Linked DNA regions of Mus musculus: region 1 is linked to region 2. The links are chromatin contacts, called in public Hi-C maps. All regions are on one chromosome and are shown on one strand. The core of a region is the stretch at or near the end of the contact, and the rest is flanking DNA. Distances in the headings are between cores, read along the strand shown.

Evidence for each region. Hi-C and Micro-C count contacts between places; a contact is called where the count stands out from the background.
Region 1: a Hi-C map of uterus shows a contact between it and region 2, with 4 times the contacts expected there. The contact joins two enhancer-like sites. A contact is called at or near these places in 16 of 484 Hi-C or Micro-C datasets (adipose-derived mesenchymal stem cells, cerebral cortex, cortical neurons and 8 more) and 2 of 115 datasets of contacts at active chromatin or transcription factors (astrocytes and forebrain).

Annotation. Positions count from the first base shown.
Region 1 is chr7:68,974,033-68,980,508 of GRCm38.p6, reverse strand. No RefSeq gene overlaps it. Among named protein-coding and RNA genes, the nearest start is that of Gm23795, 25 kb to the right of the region's middle. Within about 2 kb of position 1,743, at least 18 of the 459 cell types and tissues checked have an H3K27ac peak or open chromatin away from gene starts, as enhancers often do. A contact at or near this core is called in uterus, where this site is marked.
Region 2 is chr7:68,578,531-68,585,821 of GRCm38.p6, reverse strand. No RefSeq gene overlaps it. Among named protein-coding and RNA genes, the nearest start is that of Gm34549, 94 kb to the right of the region's middle. Within about 2 kb of position 5,986, at least 5 of the 459 cell types and tissues checked have an H3K27ac peak or open chromatin away from gene starts, as enhancers often do. A contact at or near this core is called in uterus, where this site is marked.

The DNA.
Region 1 (6,476 bases), core at 494-2,993, 400 kb before region 2:
GTGGGAAGAGGACTCAGCTACCCAGGTCAAATCCAGATAGACTTGCCCCTCAGAGCCTGTCTTCATTCTGTGTCTTGTGTTCATAATCCAAAGCCCAAATGATTCAAATACTGAGATAGAGCCAGGAAAGGTCAAAATGCTGCCAGAAGGTCCAGGTGAAGTTTCTACGAGTTAGTGTAAAAATGGGAAATTAAAATTCAAAGGATTCAAATAAAGTGGGAGAGCCGCCTCGGGTCTCATGCGGGGAGGTGGGTTTGCCCGTTCCATTTCTTGGCCTCAGCGTCAGAGGCACACATTAATTAAATTACCAGCCTCCAGTCTGAAGTAGATCGTCTGCAGCTCAGAAATCCTGGGGTCCTTTCTGCACGTGATGGCCACAAACACCATATCTGACATCTTTCTAGTTCCCCGAGCACAGCTGCTGTGCTAGTCCATTACAGACATCCAAATGTAATCTACCATAGGACTTTTGCGTAGTAGACTCATAGTTCATTTCAGATGTTTGCACGGGGAATTTTTATACGTGGACTTAAAAATATTCTAAGAGCATAAATTGTGAAAGGCCTAGGTCAGGAACCCAAGTCATAAAGGGCCCCTGGGCAGTCACTTCCCAGCAGTCGGCCATCATGGCCAAGGGGGCAGCTGATCTCCGTTTCTGAGAGCTCCATTATGGGTATTTACAAAATAAACAATGCAAGCAAGTTCATGATTGTCATCCTTAATAATATGCATTACAGCAAGCCTTTAAATAAATATACAAGCCATAGATGTTCACCAGGCCTATTGCACCTTTACTTCTACACAGATCCAAGGCATTGTCTTTGTTGTGTTAGGGGAAAAAAAAAAAAACCTGACTCTTCATAGAACAGAAACAATAACAAAAAGCAATCATTATTTTAAATAACTCACCAATGTTCAGAAGCTCTGCTCGGGTTTCCAAGCAGGAAAGTCAGCAAGTTCACAGCTGGGGTGAGAACTTGGTCTCATTAGTCTCAGGTTTTCGAGGCACATTCGCAAAGCAGGAATACAAAATGTTCTCTCTCGGTGCTTCAGTAATTAACTGTCTTTGAGAAGGAAAGACAAACAAATAAATAAATAATATGATCGTTCAGAGTTCAAACCGATCGGGTTGCACAGTCTAAAATGCATCTGCGTAACACTCCCTTCAGACTTTATTTTGTAAGCACCCACACTCACAAAACAAAACAAAACAAAATTGAAAGCTCACTAATCTTTCACAGCAACATGTGTCAAAAAATGTGAGCAACTTTGAAGGATTTTAACTGGATAGGTCCAGACATCTGGGTGCTACTGGCCCAAGGTCTCACTGAGAATGTCTTCTGGAACCGTCTCCATTTTTTAAATCATTATTTTTTAGATATTTTATGTAATTGCTTATTTTTCATATGTTCTCTCTCTATTATTGTAGCCTATTCTCATCAGGTAATAACTAATTAAAAATAGGAAGCAAGTAAAAGCATTATTCAAACTGGTAGAAATTTACATTCTATAAAACTTAAAGTTTGTCAGGAAAGAACTTCAACTCTTGATTTTTGTTTTGTTTTGCTTAAACTGCATACACAGCAGTGAGAAATGTGCAGTGTCATTTTATATTTACGTGCAGTGGGAACCCATGGATGCGTAGAAAACATCATTCTTTGCTAACAGAGAGTAAGTAAAAGGCTTCCTAGGGAAACCGCATGAACAGGGATTAGCCGTGATTATTTGGCTAGCCAAAATCCCAAGTGCTTGAAGGATCCTGAGCACCAGTGTGTTACTTTCACTTTGCACCAAGTCTTTTGTTAAGAGTCATAGCAGGGATTTTCAGGGAGATATTTGCTAACTTTTTTTTTTTTTTTAACTTTTGTCAGAAGGAAGGCTAAGACATAGACAGCAAATGAGACTCAGAAAGTGCAGAGTATTCCAAGACACCACACAGCTTCTAGCTTCCCTTAGAGAGAGAGAGAGAGAGAGAGAGAGAGAGAGAGAGAGAGAGTCTCTATCTGACTAGGACTCTGTCAGAGGTCTCTCCATACTTTGAAATTCGCTCTTTCACAATTCTAAAGAGCTCCAAAATGTTAGCAAATTAAACAATTTGTCTCCCTGGAAGCCTAGGCACATTTCAGAGCTTAGACTAGAAAAGAGGTAAAGGGAGCCTGGTTGAGTTCTTTTGACTTAACTGCTCGCTTGCTCTCTGCATGCAACTTTTAGGTAGAGAGGGGCCTAAATGTGCATGCTAGAAGCTGGAGTCACACCCCTGCCAGAGGCTTAGGGGAGAGAGGTGAGGGGTGCTGTCCTTGCCCATTGTTCTGACTCCCAATGGCACGACTGTCTTAGGATGCTTTTGAACAGCAAAAAGAGAGGACAGCAGCCCACACTATTCTTCTCCTGTTCCCAAATTCAATATTAACAGGCTGTATTTTCCACGTGTTTTGACATATACAGGTCTCTAAAGAACATTTATTTAAGTTTTGCATTGCTAAAACTGCAGGTCTCTCTCTCTGGCCAAGCTCAGGGACCCGAAGGAGGGGCAACTGGACTCACTGACATCTCCCAGTGTGAGATGTCACTCCTAAAGGAATCTAAGTGAAAAAAAAAAATGGAAGAAAGGAAGAAGGAAAAAGAAAGACAATAAAGAAGCAGGTTCGACTCAGCACATTTACAGAGAGTGTGGACTTTGGTTTGAATTCACAACATCTACGGGCAAATCCTGGATGGCATAAGGAAGAAAGCATTTTTCAACCAATGCTTTCATAGAAGTATTTCCTGCTCAATTCAATAATATACTTTTTAAGTTTTACACAAATTAACATTCATTCAAATTTGGAATTATTTAAAAACACACCAGACCCTTCATTTGCTTATACATACACACACACACACACACACACAAACACACACACACAAAGGCACACACATAGGCATACACACACACACACACACTGGTACACACACACACACACATACACACACATACACTGTACACCCTACTGCAAATTTTTAGAATTGGGACAAAATAAAAGTCTTTGATAATCACTTTGTCTATTTAATTAGGAAGAATTATTTCCTGTTTTTCAATTCAGCAATTTCTCTCTGAACAATAGATTAGGACCCACCTTCAAATAATAATTACAAGGAAAAAAAATCTAGCATTTTTTAGCAGTGAAAGCCCAGAAGCTTCTGCCAAAATCTGCGGTATCTTACTGCCATCTACTGGCTTAGGCTGTACCGTTATGATTTAAAGGTACAGGGTTGCATTGCCAGAACTAAAACATTTGGAACCAAACACACTCTGGAGGATCTGCTCAAGGACATCGTTATTTTGTGTGTGGTCCTAAGTGTTTAAAAATATTTTTTAAATGTTACAGGAATTTCTGGGTCTGGCTTAGGCCTGAGTAGCTGAAAAGATAATGTCACTCCAGTCTCTCAAACTTCAGAACTCCAAAGGCAATAGCCATCGTTCCTGTCTCTCATATGCTATGCAATCCAACACTTACACATATGCACACACACACACACACACACACACACACACACACACTCTCAAACACACACACACTCACACATACACAGACACACAGACACCCAGACACATGCGCATGCACCCCACATGGTCATTCTATAAACAATACCGCCAGCCTTCGTTCCATGACCTGCTCACTTTCACTTGCTTTCATGGTGGCTGTCACATTAAATATCAAATGAGACAGAGAACAGTTTTCAGGATGAACTGCTCATGTCCCGTACCTGCCTGAATCACTTCTACTGGCACAACCAACAGTTGGGTAAATTGGCAGCCAGAAACACCACACACTCATTTGCCCTCAAGCAGTTTCTCCATCGTTCCTCTCTGATTTTGCAGGTGTTCTTTTTTTGGTTGGTTTTTGGTTTTTCTTTATAACAATTCTTTTGAGCCCTTAGCGCCAGCCAGCATAAACATTATTTGTCTCAGAATGCTACTTTCTTTTCCAATTCCTTAATGACGATGCATTTGTCATTCATCAATATTATTATTTATTTATCATAACGCTCTCTAGTTAGAGTGGGTACATTGTGGGCAGATATTATGGGCAGATTCTAGAATATCATTTAAGTGCCTCCCATACTGCCTAGCACATCATAAAACGCCAAGCAATGGCAGCTAAATCTTTTGATTATCACAAGTTCATACAAATATGATTTGAATCTCTGACACAAGTTGCTGCACTATTAGTGTGGATTCTAAAGACAATTGACTGGAAGCCATCTTCTGCCTTATCTACTTGTCACAGTTGCTCACACGTGGTCAAAGAAGCTGCTCGCCTTCTGTGTCTGATGTCCCAGCTGCCAGGGGAACGCCCTACTTTATTTATTAACCAAGAGTCCGTGCATTTTGGGCTTTTAAGCTTCTTGAAGCAGAACCTCTTCAGACACATTTTTCTTGCTGAAACAAGAGCAACCTTTCAAACCAATAAGAAGACAGAAGCAGGAGAGACAGGAATTAAGAAGCCTCCCCGATTCTTTTCCCTCTGTGAAGTGGCCTACAGCACAAAGAGGCTCTGCCTGCTAGAGTTATCAACTCTGACACCAAGCTGCCTAGTTCAGCCTTGCAAGGAAAGGATATCAAGTCTACCAGGACAGGCACAGACAGACATCCCAGGACCGGGATTTAAAGAGACCTCTCTGCTCTTTGGAATGATCTGTGCACTCTCTGTTCTTTAAACACACACACACACACACACACACACACACACACACACACACACACATGAATGTGTTTAGGTTGTCATTTGATTTGTGTCTATTTGGTGTGGGGAATGGAAGGTGCTATCTGATTCATGCCTAGCAATGCTCTGCCACAGAGATCCAGGCTAATTTGCTTTTAATGGCAGCCTGTATGCGGGAGGGTCTGATAACTCACATTTTATCTCTTGAACATTGGATTAAAATTCATAAAGTTCACTTAATACACAGAATTTCCTAAAGGATTTGTTGACAGAACACTTGGCATCGCTCCTATCAGGAACACAGACAAAACAAAACATTCAGCAAGCACTCAGTTCTGTCCGTGAACAATAAATAAAGTCAGGTTTAAGTTTATCTCATGGTGGTACTGTGGGATGAATCCAGAACTAGTTGAGTGCTTCCTTGAGAGCTAGCCTCTCAGCTCATTTTTATTTTTCATTGTGAGCCTAGTCGTTATCGCTGAGCCATCTCTCCACACACCCCACACCCTGCTTGTTTTTTAAATATTAAAGAGAGGTCACTTTTTCTAAAAGTTCATTTATTTAAGAAAGCCTGGGAGATTATGTAACAAACAAAACAGGCCTTCCAGATAAATGCAGTGGGAAGCAGAGGTAACACTCAACTTCCTATTACAGGTTGTATTCTGGATTTCTGAGGTTTTTAATGCCAAGGTCCTGAAATATGGAAGAATCGATGTAAGCTAAGGGACTCCATGCAGGCTAGCAAGAAGGTGGGTTCTGAGAAGGTGAGTGGAGGGCGAGCTGCTGATCAGCATGCCAGCTGGTCCTCAGACTTCCCGGAATTTCTTCAGCCCTTTAACCTTTACACCAGGGGGTAAAGGTTAAACTCAACTATTGACCGACCCATCCTGACAGGCTCTCAGCAGAAGCTTAGAGACACACAAGAAACTAAGCAGGAGGAATCTGGGAGATGGCATGGAAATGACCCAGAAGAGAAGCACCACTTCATCTTATGGCCATCTTCCTTGTTCTGTTGTTTAACTGAAAGGCTCCTCATTGGCTTCTTTGCCATTCTACTTCCTCCTGGTCTAAGAACTCATTCTCCATCCTCAGACATGCCTTCCCTATCCCTCTCATCTCCCTCTCCCCCTGGATGCTGGCGTTGACAGCGTGGAGCTGTATATTTGTCCCTTCATAAAGAATAGAGCTTATTTCACCAATGAGGTCTTTTGGGTCCTCTGCTGAGAGGGAAGTGCTCAGTGGGACCTAGTGGTATAGACTTATAATTCCAGCCAGTAGGAAGGGTTAGGCTAGAAGATGGCATAGTCAAGGTCAAAATGGGCTACAGAGTGAGTTCAAAGCCATCCTGCCTAATTTACTGAGTCCTTGTCTCAAACAAACAAGCCAACGACCAACACCAAATTAAAAAAAAACAAAACAAAACAAAAACCCAAAAAACTGAAATAACAGTCATAGAGCTTTCAAGGGACCATGCTAGGTCCTGTGCATACATGTTATGGTTGTGTACATTGGTGTTCTTGTGGGACCCCTAAAACAGTGGGGGTGTGGGGTGTCTCTGACTCTTTCATCTGTTCGTAGGAGAGCCTTTCCCCTCTACTAGGTTGCCTCACCCAGTCCTTGTATATGGGTTTGTGCCTAGTCTTATTGTAACTTGGTATGCTGTGTGATATCCCTGGGAGATCTGCTCTTTTCTGCAGGGAAAGGGAGGAGTATGAAATCTGGGGTAAAGGGGAGAGGGGCTGGGAAAGTAGAGAGAAGTAAAGTGCAATG
Region 2 (7,291 bases), core at 4,737-7,236:
ACATCTCTTCAAACACACAGAACTACTATGAAACAAACAAACAAAAAAACTAATTCCTTATACTTTAATCTAGTTGGGACTTGTTTGTTTTTAGTTGTTTCCAGGAAGAAGATAAGTCTGGAGTCTGGTCCATGCTGCTTGCTCTCATCTAGCAGAAACCTGGGTATTCTCTTCTTGACTTACAGATACAGTGAGGCATCTTCTGGCTTTAGTCCCACCATCCAGCAAGTTATACTTCGCCACACCTGGTGCTCGTTTGCAGTAGTCATCTCCTAGGCTGAAGTTTGGGGTCTAATTGTGCTCATTTCCATCTCCCCTTTACTCCTCTTCTCTGACATTCTACCCTTTCTTTGCTCTCTTTAACTCTTTCTCCTCCCCACCCCCATGCTTCCTCTCAGATAACTGTCCATCATTTTCAACCATGGGATGACTGGCCCAAAGCCTAATTCAGGGGGTCAGTGGTAAATAAGACAGTATCCTGCCCTCAATGCTCATGTGGCTTTACTCTTTGTAGTTCAACGTTCATGTGGGATGACTTGGGACGGGGAGTGAATTGCACTGTCATTTGGTTTACTGTGACACAGTGCACACATAATAGTAAAAAGATATAACCCTTTATGATTGTTCAGCATTAAATCTGGCACCTTGGCTGTCAATTTCTATAGCCAGAAACAAGGAAGAAGAATAATCCCCACATGATCACAGTAAATATTGAATGAGATCATGAACAGCAAGTCTCGACAGCACCAAGGATATAACAGGTGTTCAATAGATGCACATTCCTTTTCTGTATTCTCTTGGTCTCAAGGACTCCATAGCTTTTGTAAACCAAGACTCCTGAGTTATATGACATACTCTATGTGCTATGAAGTGCCGGGCAAGCCAGAACTCACAGACAGTCTTATCGTCATGAGTTGACATCATATGCATTCTTAGTCTTTGAGTAGAAAAGTAAAATAATATAATTCCAAATGAAAATCTGCTGCCTTTTCCTCCAGAGTGAAGCCTGTGAGTGACCAGCTCATGGTGTGTCACCGTTATTAGTAAGTGTCCTTTCAGGCATGCCCATGAAAACTGGCACCTCGAGGGCCTCAGAGCCCTGAGTCTTCAGCAAACCCTAGGGTCACAGGAGCACCTTTTTCTTATTGGTTTTCTATAAAAATCCCCACTATGTTCATAGCAGCCTTATTTATAATAGCCAGAAGCTGGAAAGAACCCAGATGTCCCTCAACAGAGGAATGGATACAGAAAATGTGGTACATCTACACAATGGAGTACTACTCAGCTATTAAAAATTATGAATTCATGAAATTCTTGGGCAAATGGATGGATCTGGAGGATATCATCCTGAGTGAGGTAACCCAATCACAAAAGAACACACATGATATGCACTCACTGATAAGTGGATATTAGCCCAGAAGTTCAGAATCCTTCTTAGAAGGGGGAACAGTTACAAAGTTCTGAGCAGAGACGGAAGGAAGGACCATCCAGAGACTGCCCCACCTGGGGATCTATCCCATAAACAACCACCAAACCCAGACACTATGGCAGATACCAACAAGAGCTTGCTGACAGGAGCCTGATATAGCTGTCTCCTGATGGGTCCTGCCAGTGCCTGGCAAATACAGAAGTAGATGCTCACAATCATCCATTGGACTGAACACAAGGTCCCCAATGAAGGAGCTAGAGAAAGTACCCAAGGAACTGAAGAGGTCTGAAGCCCCATAGGAGGAACATCAATATGAACTAACCAGTACACCCCCAGAGCTCCTTGGATCTAAACTACCAATCAAACACATGGTGGAACTTGTGACTTTAGCTGCATATGTAGCAGAGGATGGCCTAGTCGGTCATCAATGGGAGGAGAGGCCCTAGGTCCTATAAAGGCTCTATGCCCCAGTGTAGGGGAAGGCCAGGACCAGGAATGGGAGTGGGTGGGTTAGGGAGCAGGGGGAAGGGGAAGGGAATAGGGGATTTTCGGAGGGGAAACTAGGAAAAGGGGATAACCTTTGAAATGTAAATAAAGAAAATATCTAATTAAAAAATTCCCATCGTGATAAAGTTCCGAAGCAGAAGGGATAACAAGAGGGAAGAATCTACCCTAATACATGAAAACATGCCCTGGATTTAGGTGCAATCATTTCTGGAGAGTCTGATCTTCCATTAATCTGTAAAGACAGCTCCACAGATCAACAGAGCTCACGGGCAAACAGTGACACGGAATTCCGGGCTTGCAGCAGTGGCAAAAAGGATGCCCCTTAAAAATGAAGACATCACGTGTCTGGCCTCTTTCCCATGCTCCTCTGCTTCTCATCCTTCCTCCATGTTCTCTTTCCCAGCATGCCTCCTGAACCAACATACTTAACTCTCGCTCCACATCTCCCCACCCCCAGCCTGCAGCCTCCTTATCCCTTTTTCTCTAGGCTAGGACTAGATCCTCTTCTAGGCCTCATATAGAAATCATCTCCCTCTCTGAAAATATCCCCGTGGGCTTCCAGAACCATTGCGGACGTGGTTAGACCTTCTCAACACGGCTGTCATTTAATGCGGTAAAGAGTGAGCATAGACCATTAGCTCAGATTTCTCCAGCAGTGTAGCTAAGCTCATATGGAAGTCTGGAGTGATATTCATTGATGTGCAAATCTCTAAAAAGGATTCTGGGACACAGAGAGATTTTTTCCCAAAGGATCAGAGTCCAGCTTCTACTTAACAGCCTCACTGTGTAGTGTGGGGGGGAGGGGCTGAAAGGAAATCAACAACATCTGAAAGGCTAGGTGTTAGAAACACACAGGCAAATATTATAGTTATACATAATAACGATGCCTCTGCTGACCACAACCCCTGCATCAGTGCACAGCTAATGCTCCCGGGACACCATCTGTTTAATAGGCACCACCTTATCTCTGTCCCCTGCTTTTATGTTGGGTCAAATAAAAGTACCAGGAAAGGACATAAGAATGTTGTAATAACCAGTCCAATTAAGATGTGTGTGTGTGTGTGTATGTGTGTGTGTGTGTGTGTGTGTGTGTTCTGAGGGCTCCTGAGAGCTCACCGCAGGAAAGGAAATCTCACGTGATTTGGTGCAAATTCATGCACATGCATACGTCTCCCTCTGCCATGCGAATGCAGGAGATAAGAGCCACGGGCACAAGTTCATTGTGTAGACAGATCATTTGCACATCCAATTAAGTGAGAGGAGAAATCGCAAAATCCAATTACTTCATCTCAGGTATCCAAAGTTGTTGTTTCCTCCCAGACTTATTCGCAGGTTAAAACCCACCTCGGCTGTAGGCGAAATCCAATATTCTGACTGTACCCAATTCTTGTAAAATTCGCGTCTGCAACGTCTTCCTTGCACACCTGGTTGAGTTCTTCTTCAGAGTGTGTCTTTTCCTCCTTCTCATATGTAACTGTATTAAATTTAGGGTCTTTTTTCCCAGGAAAAAAAAGTCATAAGAAGAAATATATTGTCATTATTTCAATAAAGGCCAGGCAGAGTTTTGAAATATTTATTTTGCCATACATATTGTTCTAATTGGTTTATAACTCTGCCTATGTGGCCAAAATATGTGAGCAATACCCAAGTAATGACAGCATTTTCTAAATCTCCATAATGAACCACACAGAGATGCATGTTACACAGTTACACAGTTTGATGGGAGCCCAATTCATCTGTACAGTGGTTTATGGAGCTCCTACCTCACGTGTATCTAGCAGCATCCAGGAGACGGCCTGAGAACTGACTGCTGAAAACAGAGATCAAAGTTTACAGAGGTCTTGTATCCCTGAATCTCATTTACTGACACTGCCATGCAGAGCATTTGACTGCAAGGGAAAACCACTGTTGGCCAGAGTTTGTGCTGAAAAGATCCACTATCCATAGAACAAAAAAACATAGCCCCAGTACCTAGTCCAGGGCTTAACACAGAAAAATGTTGTATATGTATATGTATGTGTATGTGTATGTGTATGTGTATGTGTATGTGTATGTGTATGTGTGTGTGTGTGTGTGTGTGTGTGTGTGTGTGTAATTTACAAAATATATGTGAGAAAAGTTAATTCTAGGAACTTCTTCTGAAATTTTTCAGCTTTTCTATCACCAAAATGGCATCTCTTCAAGACATGTAAAAAAAAAAATGTGTCCATATATGGAGAACGCATGGATACAATGTACCACACTAGTAAGCTACAAGGGAAAAAAAAATCACAGGATCGTCTCAATATACACATGAGCATCTTAGCACATTTGGAGCAGAAAGGAAGGTATCATCCTTAACTCGGCAATGTTTACCCACCAAAAGCTTAGATAAACATCGAAATTAATGAGAAAATTAGATGTCTCCTCTAACTGGATATAGGACAAGGGTTACTCTTATTTTCTAATGTTGTTTTAAATGGCTCATGTTTTAAGAATTGATACATAAATAAGAAGTGTTGAGATAAAGAACATTGTTTGCAGAGAGTGTGTTCCTTACCAATAAAATCGACAGACTTCGAAAGATACGCAATTACAACCAAAAGCATCACCCAAAAAAGCTCCCTAGATACAAAGTCACTAACAGAGAAATAATAATGGTTTCCACACAAGCAACAAACAGCAAGGAAAGATAACTTAAGAAAAAAATCACAATAGCTTTAAGACTATATAAAACATTTAGAAATCATGGAAGAGGAAACGTTTCACCGTATAAAGTATAATGGGTGTTGTTGGAGTCTAATGAACGGAATGAAATGATGGAAGAACGATCTCAATAAACGGGGAATGCGGCTGTTCTCCAGACAGTACTGACTCCGTGCCATGGAGATGTGGTGGTGGTGGGAACAAAAAGAGCGGACCCATTTGGTAAAGCTGTCAGATTAAAAATATGTACGTTCCCAGAGATTCCCACACCAGTTTATAAAGAGACAAACCTAAGATGGTCATCACAAAAGGATATCTGAAGAGTCCTGGGCAGTTCAGGGATCCACCCCTAGGGGGCAGTGAATAGCATTCTAGTCCAGGTAGACCTCTCCGCAGGAGTCAGAAGCAGGAGGGTTGAAGGTATATACACAGCAACATAATCTCTAAAGCACAGTAGTTCATAGGAGAAGAAAGGACAGAACAACCTAATACATTTTTGAAAAATAGAAAGCCCACAAAAATGCATATTTTAGAGTAGAGCCTGCTGCTAAACAGAACGGTCTAGTGAAAGGTAAACCCTGTTTTTGTAAAGTTAAAGGTGGGGGGAGGCAAGGCGAGGGAAAATGGAGATAATAAAATGAAGGGGAAATTAATAAATTCATGAATGAATGAATGAATGAATGATGTCTCTCAACAGTTTGATATTGATAAATCTTCCATGAGCTGAGAAGCACCAGCAAGCCTCACACCTGACTTCATTCTATACCACTTATATATTCTATCATTCTCTATATCTATCATTCTACATATTCTTATATTCATACTCTGTATTATGTCTATTGTGCAGTATCTATATGAGGATGCGTTTTTAATGATCAAACCAAACCAAACCAATACAATACAATACCTGAATGACTTCCAAATTAAGCAGACAAATTGTTCAGACCATGTCTGAGACTTTCTTTCCTGTCATAATCACAGCCCACAAAAGAACAGTTGCAAATTTTTTAAAAATAAAAATAAAAAACCCACTTAGCTATACTTTACCCTCTAATGTAGATATGACAGCTACAAGAGAAACTGTAAATGAAACAAAAAGAAAGCAAGACGAGGAATGGAGGGGCGTGTGAAGAATAAACCTGAAAGTGGCGTTACCAGTTCCTAGCCAAATGAGAAAAAAAAAAGAGCAAAATGGAATGGAATGTACAGTACGGCAGAAAACAATCCTCTGGGTTTTTTCGAAGACCTCTTGTGCGCCTTGGGAAGTGGATTTTAAAGTCAGGAACTCTGCGATCTTTCCTAGGTTTGGGGACAAATTCAGGACTGGGCTGAGCAGTTGTTTCCATCCGTGGAACTCTGCTGCCACCTACTGGTAGGAGCCTGCTACTTCTTCAGGAGCCCGACTTGTTAGCTCCAGGCTACCCGCAAACCAAGTCCCTTGTCCCTTGGGACTGAAGTATGGGGATTCGCTGCTGTCAATCACTCCACCTAGAAGATTTTCAGATCAATACATGTATGTGTTCCGAGGGTAATTAACAATAGGCTAGTTTATCGACTAGGTGAGTCTCTGACTTCCTATTATTTCTCTCACTTTTGAAAATCAAAGAAAAGACAATTATCACTCGAAGCATGGCCTCTTCCCTGTCTTTCCTTTTTCCCCCCAAGGGAGGTGTGAGTTTAATTAAAGAAAAGAATCACACGTTTTGTGGTAGTTTGCAAAGCACATAGTGGGCTAGTGTCTAACAGCACTTCCCCTTTCCTGGTTAAGTACCAAGGATCGTTTTCTCCTGGCTAAGGTGTGAGCTGAGCAGGGCAGGAAACCAATGCTTATGCTTGTGGAGAGGGCGGGTCCTCGTGGGGGGGGGGGGGTTGACCAGCTGAGGGAGGCAGTAAATGGATTTAATGTGGTTTTGAGCTCCAGAATAATTGCTCGGATTTGGTTGAGGTACAAAAGAAAAGAAGAAAGCGCCATCGAATCATTGAATGAGTCCTTACTTGATCAAACAACAGTGATTTGAGACAGAAATTACAGTAAATTTTGGTCAAATTTACTTATTTCCCACAATTCACCTTTAAGTTTGGTCCACGAGATTAGTTTGCTGTGAACGAAATAAGATGCCCGTTTTACTTGATCCATCGAAGCTCTTTAATCAAGGTCAATGACTAGACTTCCCCACCCCACCACCCCACCACCACCACCACCACCAAACCCTCCATCAAAGGCTGGCCTGAGAACCCCACACAGAGATTCCCTGAGCAGGATGGATAATTAGGAGCTTGGTAGTTCCAAGTCCAGCCTTAGAGAGGAGGAGATGCCAGAGATGCGCAGAGAGGCGGCTCTTTATGGAGACAGGTCCAGGGAAGAGGGCAACGGTAATTACCGGGCTGTGAGAGCTCATGTACACCTTGGGAATTATTGGTCCATAAAATGTCTGGAGATGTATGCCAGAAATCTAACGTCTCCTGTGCAGTGTGGCAAGCTGAGCTAAACCAGCCAGACGTGATGAAGATAGGGAGTCTTGTTTAGGAGAGTACAAGGAGCCAGTGGAGATGGTTTGAATGGAATTATACACAAACTCAAATCCCACCCTTACCAGCAGGGAGATCCACTCCAGAAACATTGGGGATGCACAGATGCAACTCCAAGAACTTATAAATGGGGAAGAGAAA